Linked DNA regions of Mus musculus: all the other regions are linked to region 1. The links are chromatin contacts, called in public HiCAR-type maps. All regions are on one chromosome and are shown on one strand. The core of a region is the stretch at or near the end of the contact, and the rest is flanking DNA. Distances in the headings are between cores, read along the strand shown. Region 1 has its middle 73 kb from the start of Gm40925. Region 2 has its middle 51 kb from the start of Gm22157. Region 3 overlaps Gm32555 (a long non-coding RNA gene).

Region 1 (4,618 bases), core at 919-3,418:
GAGAAGAGGCCAAAGTGAGCCACGGGCCATCAAGACTGTCATGTTTTTCCCCATACTCTATGCAAAGGCTATCAGATTCAGAAGTAGCCACAACTGATAGACAGGCTCATATGAAATCACAGCAATAGACAATGAAAACCATGAGCCAAGCCTGCCTCTGTGAAGTCCCTCAGGAGGGCAGGCAGCAAGTGCTAGGCCTCCATCTGTATTGTCTCTTGTAGGTTTGTGGCTGCTGGGGCCACCTTTGTACTTGCCCATATAGGAGTATGTGTTTCTGAGTAATAATCAAATCAAAAAAAAGGAAAGAACTGTCACAAAATGGCTTTGGACCATACAGAGAACTCTCAGTCTACCAGGGAGCCACCCAGGATCTGGGCATATAAGACCAAAAATTATTCATCCAATGCATAGTAGTTCTCCCTTGGAAAAGACATTCCAAGACCTGCATTGAGTATCTGAAACATCTAAGGGTAATACAAACCAATATATACACTATGTTTTCTCCTGTGGTAAAGTTTAATAAATTGGACACAGCAAGAGATCAACCATCATAAATAATAATAACAGGATGATTGTAGACTATAATAAAAGTTACCAGCTAGGTTGTTTATTTCTGGAATGTTCCGTTTCGTGGATTTGGGATGGCAGTTAGAGGTAAGTAAATGAAACTTTAGAATTGAGACAGTAGCTAAGAGAAGACCAATGTACTTTAATGAAAGGAACTTGCACACTCCTTAAGCTGAGCTTAACGGAAATTTCTTAAGTACACAAACCTAGGTGCTGTGGGTGTTTACTGAGGAAGAGATGGAACGTGTAACTCCAGGGAGGGGCCCATAACAGGTAACTCTAAATGATTCGTGGTCTAATGTGTTACATGCAGTCAAAGAACAGCTCCAACCCCCTCCATGGTGGATGGGTGAACACATGGAGATGCACCTCTTGCATGTTGACTGACCACCCTGCTGTAAATCACTTCGCCTTCACTCAGCACCTGTCATTTCCCGGAGTCACAGAGACAGTCACAAAAGACCCATAAGCACCAGCAGCCTTGATGGCTGTCATTACCTTAGTATCAAATAGTCCCGAAGTATATTTAGTTAAAATGTTATCATTACTAAATCTAATCATATTTACCATATGAATTCATTACAGTCTCAATACCTTAGAAGAGCGTAGCTGTTAATTGTTTTAGAGCTTTATAGTTACTGTAACAAAATGCCACAAGCTGGGCACCTTAAACACTATGAAAGTATATTTCCCCACAGATGAAGAAGCTAATCGTCTTACGGATCAAGCATAGTAGCTGTATGTCTCCTTAGAAGGTGGAGAGGAAGACCCTTCCTTCTGCTGGCTCCTGGCGGCACTTGTTTAATCACAGCAATGCTATCATCTCTGCTTCCATTTTTCTTCCTATTTGTGACTCCCCCACCCGCACCCCGCACCTTACGAGAATCAGGACTCCAGATCCAAATGTCCCTCTCTTTTCTCATATAAACCAGAGTCATGGGAGGGACATAGTGACTCCTCCAAGTCCAACATAATTCACTTCAGGCTCCTTAGCACTTCACAGATGCGAAGGTCTTAGGACAAACTTAGTTCCCTTTCTGATGGTCTGGGAGTTTGTGAATCCTGGAGGCTGCTCTTCAGCTCAATGTGACCAACTCAGCTGGAGAGGACAGGCAGGTGAGCTTCTCCCTTCAGATACAGAGACCATTGAGCAATGGAACCATGGAGCTGGAATTTCCCCAGAAGAAGGACAGGGGGAAAGGAAAGGCTGGGGCTCTACTGCCAGGCACAGGGGAGCTTGTCTTCCCCGAAGAAGTTTTTGTCACCATGTCGACAATTTTCCAGATAGCAAGAACCAGTAGCCACACTCCATCTTTTCCCTTCTCTGCTCTTGACTATTAGGGCTATTGCGTCGGCTTATTGAGGGTGAGTGGAGACAGTTTTCCTGTTAGAGCTGCAAGGTTTCAGACTTGTACTGTAAAAGCTCTAGTGTTACCACCCGATAATTCTGGTTTATTAACTGAGAGACTGGAGATTCAGAAGTCATAGATACCGAATGGTAGCTCTTAACTCTTTTCATTGGTCTGTCCCAGTGATGACTCAGTGATGAACCCGTACAGTCTGCTCCCCTTCAAATGGACATTTGTTAGTCATTATCCCAGAACCTTCATTCACCAGCGCACAAAGAGACTGACGTCATCATTCTGGTAGCAAAACCCCTGAGGGTCAGTAACATTGATGGGTTTTTCTCAATGAAGAATTACCCAAGAGAAAAAAAAAAAAGTCAGACAAAGCTGTTTCCTGCATGCCATATGATTTTCTTAACAAATCCAGTTTCTGTCTCCTTTGTGAAGACTGAAAAAAATCCAATCCTTCCTCTGTGTCTTCAACACATTAGACATTTTTCTTTCAAATCTTTTAAGCCAACATGTGATGAATGCCAGGGTAGAGAACACAGCATCGTTGTGGAAACACCTGCTTTTCTGGACCCAAGCGACTTTAACAAGTGAGTTAGGGCCAGTGACACAGTTCAGTAAGGCACTCTTTTTTTTTTTTTCTTTTAAAGATTTATCTTTTTATTTTATGTATGTGAGTACACTGTATCTGTACAGATGGTTGTGAGCCTTCATGTGGATGTTGGGAATTGAATTTTTTAGAACCTCTGCTCACTCTGGTCCCTGCTTCTTCTGGACCAAAGATTTACTTATCACTATACATAAGTACACTATAACTGCCTTCAGACATGCCAGAAGAGGGCGTCAGATCTCATTATGGGTGGTTTTGAGCCACCATGTGGTTGCTGAGATTTGAACTCAGGACCTTTGGAGGAGCAGTCAGCGCTCTTACCCACTAAGCCAGGCACTCTTTGTGTGGGTACATGTATCAGACCTCAGCACCATCAGAGAGAAAAAAAAAAAAAACATGTTTTTAATCAGACGTTGAGGACAGCCCAGAAAAGGAAACACTGAGAGCCGCTAAGGGTGGCTATGGTTTGAAAGTGTCACCCAAGAATCCATGTGTTAAAATGAACTTCGAAATTTACATGTTAGTGGTAACCTTACCTTTGTGAGGTGATTAGGCTAGATGACACAGCCAGGCGCTTACAGGAATACAATTTTTCGGATGTTCTCTTCACCCCCAGCACAGAGATTCTGAATTTGTCTGCACTATGAACCCCGCGCTAGGTGTTTAAAGATAGTTCTAATACGCAGCCAAAGCTGAAATTCCCCTCCACGTAGAAGAATCCTGCTTAAATTGTCTTCGAACCACTGGCTGCTTTCCTAGCTGCTTTGAGCAGCCAGTGCCAAACCAGATAAGCAGAACTGGAGACCTGGCCTCACTGGGTACGCAGCAGAGGTGAGCTTGAGGCACAGCCTGGAGCCAAACTCTGCTAGAGGCATGGAAGCATCTATAGAGACTTTGGGTCGAGACTTCTCACAGCTCCCTATAGACGTGAACCGATGTGTTTTCCGGGCATTGAACACCAGGCTGTGAGCACCGCGGGGGTGGCACCTGTGGGGATACTTTTGACATTCCACATCAGCATTTTCCCTGGGCCTCCAGCCTGCACATTTGAGAATTGCCAGATCCTGTCATCCCTGGAGCCTATTCCTTGAATGAAATTGCCTTCGACATGCACTCGAATCCGATTGGTGCTGTCTCTCTGCAGAGCCTGACTAACATACTCCCAAAGCGTTGCTCCTTGCATTAGTTCCTTCCTCTCAGTCTACCTCAAGCTTGCTCGCTGCCCACACTCCCTCCATCAGCCCACTCTGTATCATTTGCCTGCAGTCCCTGTGACTCATAGGCCTATAATAATCCTTCGGCTTCTGCTTGCCAAGTTCCCACTCCCTCCTCTCTTCATTCAAGAGTCTTCCCAGATGCCACACCAGCCATCCAATCAAGGGAACAACAGCCCGCGCTTCCTAGAATGAACCCAACCAGTGGAACAGAGTTAACGAAGATCAAATAAATGGATGAGTGCTGTTTGAAAATTAATTTCTGAGACTGTTCCACATACGACCCTCATAGAATGTTGAGTTCCAAGAAGGGATAGGAGCTGCTTGCTTCACAAGACACTTTGTCCCCGCCCACAGCCTGTGTCAATCTGTCAGTCTGTGGCTAATGGAGCTCATAAGCCTCTGGTCCTGGGGCAGGACTTCCTGAATGGGTGCTAAAAGCCATTGTTCTGAATAATGACAGGCTGAAAAGATAGCTTCCGCTACCTCGTAGGATGGCTTCCTATGAGAAGGTCTGGAAGAGTCAGGGAAAGTTCCTAAGAAAGTCACAATCCCTTGATACTGGCTCATCATAATGGCGGCTTCTAGATAGGCTCCAGGGCCTGTGATAAACTCGGTGCGAGCACTTCATAACATCCTAAGCAAGGAGTGCAATCATGTCTGGGGGAGGAGGGTGGGCCAAGAAGCCCACCTGTGTTTAGAGTCAGGAAGCTCAGCTCAGCTCAGAGGTCATTACTAGCTGGAGTAGAAGAGCAGCTATGGCCAGAGTGTAGCAGTTACTATAAAAGATCTCCAAAGGTTCTCATTGCCACCCACATGCTGTAGATGACAAGGAACCCAAATACCTCTCCTCTCTCTCAAATACCAGGAGG
Region 2 (4,648 bases), core at 1,523-4,022, 200 kb before region 1:
TGAGAAGTGTCATCATTTCCTTGTATTTGCCAACGTTTGTGGTGAAATAACAGCCTTGGGAGCAGGCAGCTGGCATCTTCACACAAAATCTGAACAGGAAAGATAAAATCAAATCACAAGCTCATACATTAGCAGAGGAGTACTATTTTCAGAAGTTGAAATTTAAAATATTCTTTTGCACGATGTATATGTATGGTGCATGTGTGTTTATGTGTGTATGTGTATATGTGTGGATTGTGTTTATGTGTGTGTGTATATGTGTGCATGTGTATATGTGTGTATGTGTGTATGTGTTTATGTATGTATGTGTGTGTGCATATGTATATAGGTATGTGTGTGTATACATAGATACACCACTTCTGAACACTTATATGCACACACAAATGTATTACAATATGGTATCTATAATAATTTAGAGGGAATAAGACAAGCAAATGGCTGCATACATTATGTCATTAAGAAATCAATGTATCCAGAATAGTGAACAAGTTTATTCAGTCACAATTGTCAGTCCATTAATAAATTGCATAACTTACTTCCATTCATTTCTCACAAATTGCTAAGTAGATTTCATTTTTTGAATGCACATCCTACTTCTTTCTGCCTATTCCGTCCGACACTCCCCTCATCTGCTATTTACTGGCATTATTCATCTCAGATTGCTTTTACAATCATTTTTGTTTTCTAGGATGGTACATTTTAAGTCAATTCCTAGCACTATTAGGAAGAGATTCACAAAGCCAAGGCCACTTACACCATAATAATGTAAAATCTATGTGACAGTGCTCAAAACAATAAAAGAGAATAAACCTAGAGCTTTAAATTGAAAATCAAAAATAACAAAAGTTTCAGTAGATCCTTCATGGGATATTTGAATCATGCCCACATTTGATCCACAAAATTTTATATAAAGTTTTATTGCTGGCTAAGACAGGATAATTTTGACTAATTTGTCTGATTCTACACTCCTTCTATTCCTTATACACTTTCTCATAAATGAAAGCTCATGTAACTGAGGCTGACGTTGCTATAAACACGCATCACCATGGCAAGGCTAATTTTTCAGATCTCCTACTAGTCACTATTCTGATGAAGTTGGCTGTGGGTTTAGGGTAATTATGGGTAACATTTAAGAATATACTAAATATGAGCTCACATCATTGATGGTTATCTGTACGATACATGGCTTAGCATGCCTGAAGTCAAAACTAAATGGGTCCATAGGGTTCTTATGTGAGTGCTTCTCAAAGAAGACAGGGGCTATCACAGTGCCAGTCATGGGATAACTCTCTAGCAGTTACTAATCATGGAGGGATCCAGAGGTCTCCAAATTAACACAGGCTGTTGCCGTTGCTCTTGGTTGTGCACCATAACTAGATAATAGGACCCTATTGCCAAACATAATATACACTTGGTTGCAGAACATAGAAAATTCACTCCCAGTCTCACCAGGAAACTCTCTTCTTGCTGCAGAGGATCTTTAGATGCTCCTGAAGATGCTATGCAGACCACTGAGTCAGAAAAGACAATGGTCTTACTAAGTGCTAGATCCTGGAATCTTCAACACCAACCTGCCAGGCAAGACTTACTAGTACAATAGAGGCATGGACATTATGGGGAAACCAAGTGGTTTCTGGATGACTTGAGGCTGCTGCATATAAAGGGACCTGGTACTGTACACCAGATCAAAAGCCCATAGCTTGGGATAGCATAGACCCTGGGAGAGGGGAGACCTACTATTGCTATTCTGATACATGGTCATGTCAAATTGCCTTCTAGATCTTTCCAGATCCCCTAGATCTGGGCTGCTCTCAACTTTGGTGAGAGAAGTTTCTTTTTTGCACTGAGCAGAGAGGACTGAGGGAACTCATAAATAGAAACACTGCTGAACCAGTACTCTACCCTAAAGAGACATCTTTATCAACCCCTCAACATACTTTGTGGACAAGACAGTAGAAAGGTTCTAAGAGCTCAAACATGGAGGGGAACCATGCAAAATTCCATCTTCTGAATAAGATGTGGCTGGCGCATCCATGAACTCACATCATCGATGATTACCTGTACAAGAACAAGCTAGCTAGAATTTCAGCATGGATGAAGGTGGGGCAGAGTAGGGGGTGGTTCCAAGGCCCCACCTCTAGCCAAGGAGCCATTAATCGTTTGGTAGTGGCTGGGGAAGGAAGAATCATTTTCCTTTGTGGGGTGTGGCCACTCAGGGACTCACAGATGCTGTGAGTATGTTTAAAAACACATGAACTTGTTCAGGGGATGTTGGGGTGGGGCGGTTCTAGGTGGGGAGTTGGAGGAGGAAAATTGGGGTAGATGTGATCACAATGTATTGCATACATCTTTACAATTCTCAAAGAACGAATGGAAACATTTGTGATTTGTAGTTTCTCCTTTCAGAACTACATCCTACCATGCAGAAAACAAAGTAACTTAGGTAATTAACATAGTACCCTGGCTCTCTAAAACGGTCTCATCTGAGAAGTGTTTATACATTTTTATAAACATTTATTTCTAGATGAAATCAGAGACCTAAAATTCAACCCCCACAAAGCAAGAAATTTAGAGAGAGAGAGAGAGAACTAAAGAGATGGAGTTACAAAAATACCCAGTGGTGTCATTTGAAAGATTGCCATCAAGACCATGTGAAACCAAGGAAATAAACAGAAAAATCTTGGATGATGTCAAAATCCCAGCAGACCTGACTTGGCAGCAATGCCTCCCAGGCACAGCCGAGAGACATGTCATGTGCTGGGATTTCCGAAGCTGCAGAGTCAGATGACATTTGTAAATCCAAGTCTGAGAGGCTTCCAGGATGCCCTGCGATTCCTTTGTCATTGTAGAGAAACCTCATAGTTGTACAGCATTTAATAGTCCCAATTTCCTCTCTTACTCACAATGCACAAATGTCACTAGATTTAGTAAATAAAATTACCCAAATTCTTTTCATCTGAAATATCCTAGCAAGATTATTATTTTCTTAATGCTTGGGGTGTTTTAATCTGTGTGCCAGTCATGGCTTCAACAGCATTTCACACATTACTGGTGATTTGCTGGTGATGGTCATGTTTGGGGAACTGTTGACTTTATTTATTGGATTGCTTGTGTGTGTGCTTAGTATCTTTAGTTTTTTATATGGTCTAAATATTAATGCTATTTATGAAGAGTAAAGAGACTAATGGGAGTGGAAGGGGGTAAGAGAGGTTCAGGCGGATGAGTGTGGTCACAATAAGAAAGGGGGATGGCAGAGGCTCCTGGGGGTGAGTGTCGTCATAGTACAGAATATGTCTAGATGAGAGTCTCACAAAAGAACTCCTCAGTTGTTTCTGGTTTTGAATTTGTCTTTTGTTTGTTTGTTTGTTTGTTGCTTTGGGTTTTGTGTGTATCAATTTTCCAAACAGGGTTCTTCTGTGTAGCCTTTGCTCATTTTGAACTCATGGCAATCTCCTGCCCCAGCTCCTCGAATGCTGTCATTATAACTATGCAATGCTATGCCCACTACTTTGTACAATGAATATGTGCTAATAATTCTTTTAAAGTTTCAGTTAACTGTGATTTTCAGGTAAACCACGCATTATTCCCCCAAGATAAGATCCAAATTAGACTTGAAGTACCATTACTACCTTAAAGCAAAAAATAAAAAAAGAAAGAAAGAAAGGAAGGAAGGAAGGAAGGAAGGAAGGAAGGAAGGAAGGAATTAAGTCAAACCATAGCAAACAAAGGACTGTATAGATAAGTAGGTCTAACATAATATTTGGAACTTAGGTTAAAATGTATTTATGCTTACCATCTGAAATTCCAACTTAACTAGAAACCAGTGCCTTCCTCCAGTAACTACCAACAAATTATAAAACTTGTAGCTTCTAGAAAGCCCACATCTTCCAGATTGTTTCTTTGTGCGAGAAAGACTCTGAGAGAAACTCAAGGCATTGAGAGAAGGGTTATTCTAAACTTGGAGGAACTCTAGTCTAGGCACACTAGCACCATTTGAATAATGGGCACAGGGACTGTTGTTTACCTGACTGTCAGCTAAGGCCAGAACTCATTTACCTGAGACCCAGGATCACAGCAAGGTTGAGAACCCAGTGTGCTTCTGCGATCACCTGGGCCATCCTTGGCTGCTAACAACAGACTTGTTCCTCTAGTGGGTGCTTTCTCCAGGCCAAACACCAGGAATCTGAGTTAGCCGACTGTCCTCAGCCCAGCCCAGCCCCCCTCTCTGCTCTCATTCTCCCGTCATAGTTCCTGGGCCCACTGGGTTCATCTGATTGCCGCTGTCAGGACTTTGCCTCTTCTTCCTTTCTTCTCTCTGCCCAAACTGGAATCCAAGCTCTCAGCAGACCCACTGCCCTCAAAGAATAGATGGGGCACTGGGGGGTCCAGAAGCTGCCCCCAAGGTATAGTCTCTTTGGCCATTTTAGCATTTGGGACCCCAACGTACCATCTATGGATTTCTGTCCCCCAAAGCCTTCAAATTTGTCAAGACAGGTTTACATTTAATTTCACAACATGGGGCACAAAGAACTCATGATGCCCCATTTTGGGCACACAGGTTAAAAACATAGGGGTGCTACCAGATGTCATGTGAACACATTGCCATCACGTATTCCAGAACACTGCCCAGAGATAGGTATGTATTTAA
Region 3 (4,722 bases), core at 1,776-4,275, 240 kb before region 1:
ATTTTTACTGTCCTCTCCAAGGCTCAGGGAACGAGGGGTGAGGAAGGATGGGAAGGAGGTGAGGGCTGGAAAACAGAGAGAGGGTAGTGAAATCATGACTCTGGGGCGAGACAGCCGTTCCAATCCCAAATCCTCAGCTATCTGGTACAGCTGTGGATACCTGAACCAGATAGGTGCAAGGGTGGGCCTGTCAGTTGTCAGGCATCGATAAAGATCGACTTAGAAGGGCCCTTCCCTCTCAGCTATATTATTTACTATTGATAAACCTAGGGACAGGAGAAATCATTACCTTCAGCCGTGTAACCACTGATGACCCTACCAGGCTGCAACGCACAGTCCCAATCCAATGGTTACATAGACCACATAGGTCACAAAGAAGGCCAAAAGTGTCCAAAAGGGCCAGGTAGGAGGGTAGGGGTAGGAAAGGAGATGAAAGTAGGGAGAAAGAAATCACGATACATCATATTCCTGTATAAAATTGTTGAACAGCAATATTAATTTTAAACACCAAGAAAATAAAAGACAGAAAAGGGAGCACCCTGTGGTGCTGTGCACGTGTTTTCTCACTGCGAGGAAGGCTGACATTGGAGAATTCACAATTCAGTTCTAGCCTGATCTATACAGTGAGCTCCAGGCTAGCCTAGGCTTCATAGCAAGACCTTTAAAAGGTGAGAGACAACGGAAAAAACACAGTGAACTGATCTCTGAGATGTATCTTTTGGAATTTATATTCTTTGTATTTCATAATTCTTAAAGAAACAACTAGTAGTTATAAAATGTAGTTGTAACAATTAGAGTTTAGTTTATATGACAAAATATAAGTACATTTTAAATGTATATGATCGTATCTAAAATGTTACTTAACGCCTACTTGCATTATATCAAATATAATTGATTACCTTATGACTATGGAGCTCTGAAACATGAAGGAATTAGGGTTTTATAATTAAGGAATAAAAGCAACCTGTAACATCTTATATAATCAAGTTAACACACATCCTGGCAGATCTGTTTTAATTTTCAGTTTATTGACATTGCATTTTTGTTTGCATTTAGTTGCTATTTTTATAGTTATACAGTTTTATAGCTAGAGCTGATGTAGAAATGTTAGATGTATATACTCAGATATGTATCAATATTTAAATAAGACTATGGAAAGAATTTCAGCATACAATGGAGTACATGAGATTTTTTTTCTCAAGGAAAATATATGATATATATTTATATTTATTAGTATATTTATTATTTATTCATTCTTTGGTTGGCTTGATGACTTGAGCCTACTCATTTTTATTTCATTAAGTCTCCCAACCTTTTTGGCCCATGGTAGGCCGAACACAACACATTTGCTCTCCCCAAGTGAACTGAATTACATACAGACCATAGCACAGTTCTTTCTGAAGTAAGTCACCTTTATGGTTCTTGGTTTCTGTTATAGGTTGTGAATCCATCAATCAGAAGATGTACATCAGCAATAACCACAAGCATAATATGATCTGAGCCTCCCCGACCGCTCGGGAGGGAGCACCGGGATCCCTTGGGATATGTTGGCTCAGCAAAACTGTTTAACACTGAACAAGAGATGGCAGGTATGGCACAGTTCAAAGAGCAGCTTCCTAGAGTTCCTGAATGGCTGGGAAACAAAACAGTTCCAAGTGAGCTATGCTCTGCCCTAAGTATTTATGGAAAACTAGCGGAAGGAGGAACCGTCTCACACCCTAGAGTGATAAGGACTAAACCAAAGCCTTGTGTACGCCTGGCAAGTGCTCTGTCACTGAGCCACATCCTTAGCACTATCCAAAGTCTTACCTGGCCCCTGGGTGTACAGTGCAAATGCAAGTCTGTGCCAGGGCGCAGAGCAAGCACCGCCTACAGTCTTAGCGTTACCTTATTCCATCAACTGTGGCAATGGGATGTTTATCAAAGATCAGGTTTTTAAAATGATCTATAAAAGTCTAGTCACAAAATTGTATCTTAGCCCCAGGATATCAAGCATATTTTTAGTTTCAGGGGTTTAGTTTTGTTTGTTTGTTTGTTTGTTTGTTTCTTTGTTTGTTTGTTTGTTTGTTTAATGAAGTGGAGCATCGCTCCAAAAATTTATCTGTGTGTATGAGAATTTAAAGTATATGCAATTATTCTGAATTCTTGGTACTATTTAAACAGCTATGTGTTTGCTTTACTGAAAACTTGAAACCACGTTTAAAAAGCTATGTGGGAATTTACCTATCAAAATGGTTAGCAATTATGTATTATACATAGGGATTGGACTGTGGCTGTCTTCAATAGGCATGCAGCCCTAGCTGTCATGTAAACTATTTGTGATTCGGCTTCTCTACACTCATTAGTAATTCTGACCTCATGGTATAGAATACATACATCCTCTGAGATATATATATATCAAGTCCCAAATCCATTGGCTTTTGTTGTGTCCCAGTTCCAAGACTGTAAGGAGGTTCCATTACCATCCATTTCCAACACTCTTCTGGCTTTAGCCCTCTGCCTCCCTCTTTGAGATAGTATTTTACTGTATAACCTAGGTTGACCTGAAATTTGCTTTGTAGCTCAAGCTAGCCTCAAGTTCACAATCCTTCTTCCTCAGCCTCCCTAGTTCTAGGATTGCAGGTGTATCCCAGCATGCTCTGCTTGTTTTAGATTTGTTCAAATTACAATGAATGACCATTCTTAATAAAAATAAGCAGTAAGCAATCAACATAGTGTTTGTGAGTGATACTTTTGTTGTTTGTTTGCTGTGTGTGTGTGTGTGTGTGTGTGTGTGTGTGTTTGTGTGTGTGTGTGTGTGTGTGTTACTATGTTGGCTTGCTTTTGTCATCTGTTTTCTGAGAAATCTTTATGACTCCTACTGACTGGAAAGACGTCAAGCTTTATCCATGAGTTGCTGTAGATGACATAGCAAAGGATGTCAAAAGAGATGGACTTCTTCCCATGTGTGGCTCGGCCCTTCCTCCTGTCCCTGGGGCTAGCACAGCTGGATTTATTGTAAGCCTGTTAGCTGGAATGACGACAGTGTAGAGATGTTGCTCAATGTTTAGTCTGTTTGTTTATTTTCTCTTCCAGCCCCAGGATTCAGAGACTGTCTAGCCTTGTGGGAGCTTCCTTCCATTGCCAGATATCCCTCTTCTCCTCCCAAGCACTGAACCAGCTACCTCCTTGAACACTTCCTCTTCCCATCCTTTCTAAGACTCAGCAGTCAACGACCATCATTCTTGTTGCATGGAATTGTGACTTTGGATGTTGTACACATCTCACTCCCCGATGGTCCTTTTCATCCGTTGCCTCTAGCCCATGGATGTCAAGTGTCTTAGTCCATGAAAGAGGCTGTGCAAAATTGCCTAGCCTGGTTCATTTATTAAATAATAAAAGGGCACTGTATACTGCTGTGGAGGGAGATAGTCCAAAATCAAGGTGCTGTCAGACTCCATGTTCAGTGAGGCTGTAGTCTCCAAACAACTCCCTGGATGCTGAAAGGAAGACTGTGCCTTGTTACTCTCTTGAGGCTCACTTTTGTGAGACAGGGTTTAGAGGAAATATTTCTTTTCTGATGTATCAACCAGTGGCAGAGTGAAAGTCAGCCAGTGGGAGCTAGATGTTGCCCAAGGGCCCTCAGGAGCGAAGTGGAGATATGATGGACAGAGCTCAGCTGAGCGCTTAGGAGACGAAGAACACTGCTTCCCTGGGCACCATGACGGAGCAGAAATTCCCAGAATTCTTCACAAAATCGTACAGGACCTTCAATTATTTTACAAAAAAAAATGTGCAAAATCATGCACTTAAGATAGTTATCTAGCTATCTTTCTTTTGTACTCTTTTAAGGGATTTACTTAGCTAAGTCAGAGCCAGCCCTAACAAAATGGGATGCTGTTGAGTACACAGTGAGGGTGGGATCCACAAGAACAGAATGAGTTTTAGCCTGCTGAATATCTAGGCATCAAGAAGCATAATATATTTTCATTGAGAATTCCATGCACGTGTAATATGCGTTTTCATCGAATCTGCCACCCCTCTCTTCCTTCCCCGCCGATTTCGATTTCTCCCCACTTCTCACCACAACTTCCATCTCCACCTTCACCTTGTTTTTCTTTGTTTTTAAACCCATTGAGTCAACGTAGTAACTGCCTGTGAGTGCGTGGGTGAAGGAGTATCAACTGGGGCATGGGACTCCACTCAAGGTCTGCATCCCAGAGGAAAACGTTCCCCTCCTCCAGTGGCCATTAGTGGTCAGTAGCTTCTCTGCAGGGGTGGGGTGTGTGGAAAGTCATGAACCCCTCCCTATCAATACTGGGATCTTGGATAACTTGAGCTCTTCAGGGCACCATGAATGCATGTATGCAATGGCTCTATCATGTTCAGCAAATACCATTTCTCAGCCGATGTCCAGAATGAAGCATAATATTGCCATAATGCATCTTACTATGACTGATAGGGGATTAAATTAAACTTGGGAATGTGTGGGTTTTAGTATATATTATGCAGGTAGCGTGGCTTATACCATAAATCAGAAAAGCTATATGAATATGAATATTGATTAACGTTGGACGCCATAGTACCTGATGCGAGTGGATCTTATTAAATATTTATTGCTGAATGAAGTCAGAGGTCATCACGGTGAAGCCTTCAATTATGGGGTTTTATTTAGAATTAGCCAAATGGGTGCTCTTTCGTGACCCTAGCTAAGTCATTTGGAAAACATTTACATTATCCAAT

What was found. HiCAR-type assays count read pairs that join an accessible place to other places.
Region 2: a contact with region 1 is called in a HiCAR-type map of fibro-adipogenic progenitors, with 4 times the contacts expected there. The contact joins two enhancer-like sites. A contact is called at or near these places in 6 of 484 Hi-C or Micro-C datasets (cortical neurons, liver, muscle stem cells and 2 more) and 2 of 115 datasets of contacts at active chromatin or transcription factors (embryonic stem cells and fibro-adipogenic progenitors).
Region 3: a HiCAR-type map of fibro-adipogenic progenitors shows a contact between it and region 1, with 7 times the contacts expected there. The contact joins two enhancer-like sites. A contact is called at or near these places in 4 of 484 Hi-C or Micro-C datasets (bone marrow-derived macrophages, muscle stem cells and nephron progenitors), 2 of 115 datasets of contacts at active chromatin or transcription factors (embryonic stem cells and fibro-adipogenic progenitors) and 1 of 9 other capture datasets (embryonic stem cells).

The regions. Positions count from the first base shown.
Region 1 is chr13:41,748,246-41,752,863 of GRCm38.p6, reverse strand. No RefSeq gene overlaps it. Among named protein-coding and RNA genes, the nearest start is that of Gm40925, 73 kb to the right of the region's middle. Within about 2 kb of position 2,168, at least 42 of the 459 cell types and tissues checked have an H3K27ac peak or open chromatin away from gene starts, as enhancers often do. A contact at or near this core is called in fibro-adipogenic progenitors, where this site is marked.
Region 2 is chr13:41,950,750-41,955,397 of GRCm38.p6, reverse strand. No RefSeq gene overlaps it. Among named protein-coding and RNA genes, the nearest start is that of Gm22157, 51 kb to the right of the region's middle. Within about 2 kb of position 2,772, at least 10 of the 459 cell types and tissues checked have an H3K27ac peak or open chromatin away from gene starts, as enhancers often do. A contact at or near this core is called in fibro-adipogenic progenitors, where this site is marked.
Region 3 is chr13:41,992,599-41,997,320 of GRCm38.p6, reverse strand. It overlaps Gm32555 (a long non-coding RNA gene), which reads left to right. Exons shown (of 5, transcript XR_873299.2): 4 at 1,439-1,589; 5 at 3,076-4,603. Among named protein-coding and RNA genes, the nearest start is that of Gm32555, 26 kb to the left of the region's middle. Within about 2 kb of position 3,025, at least 3 of the 459 cell types and tissues checked have an H3K27ac peak or open chromatin away from gene starts, as enhancers often do. A contact at or near this core is called in fibro-adipogenic progenitors, where this site is marked.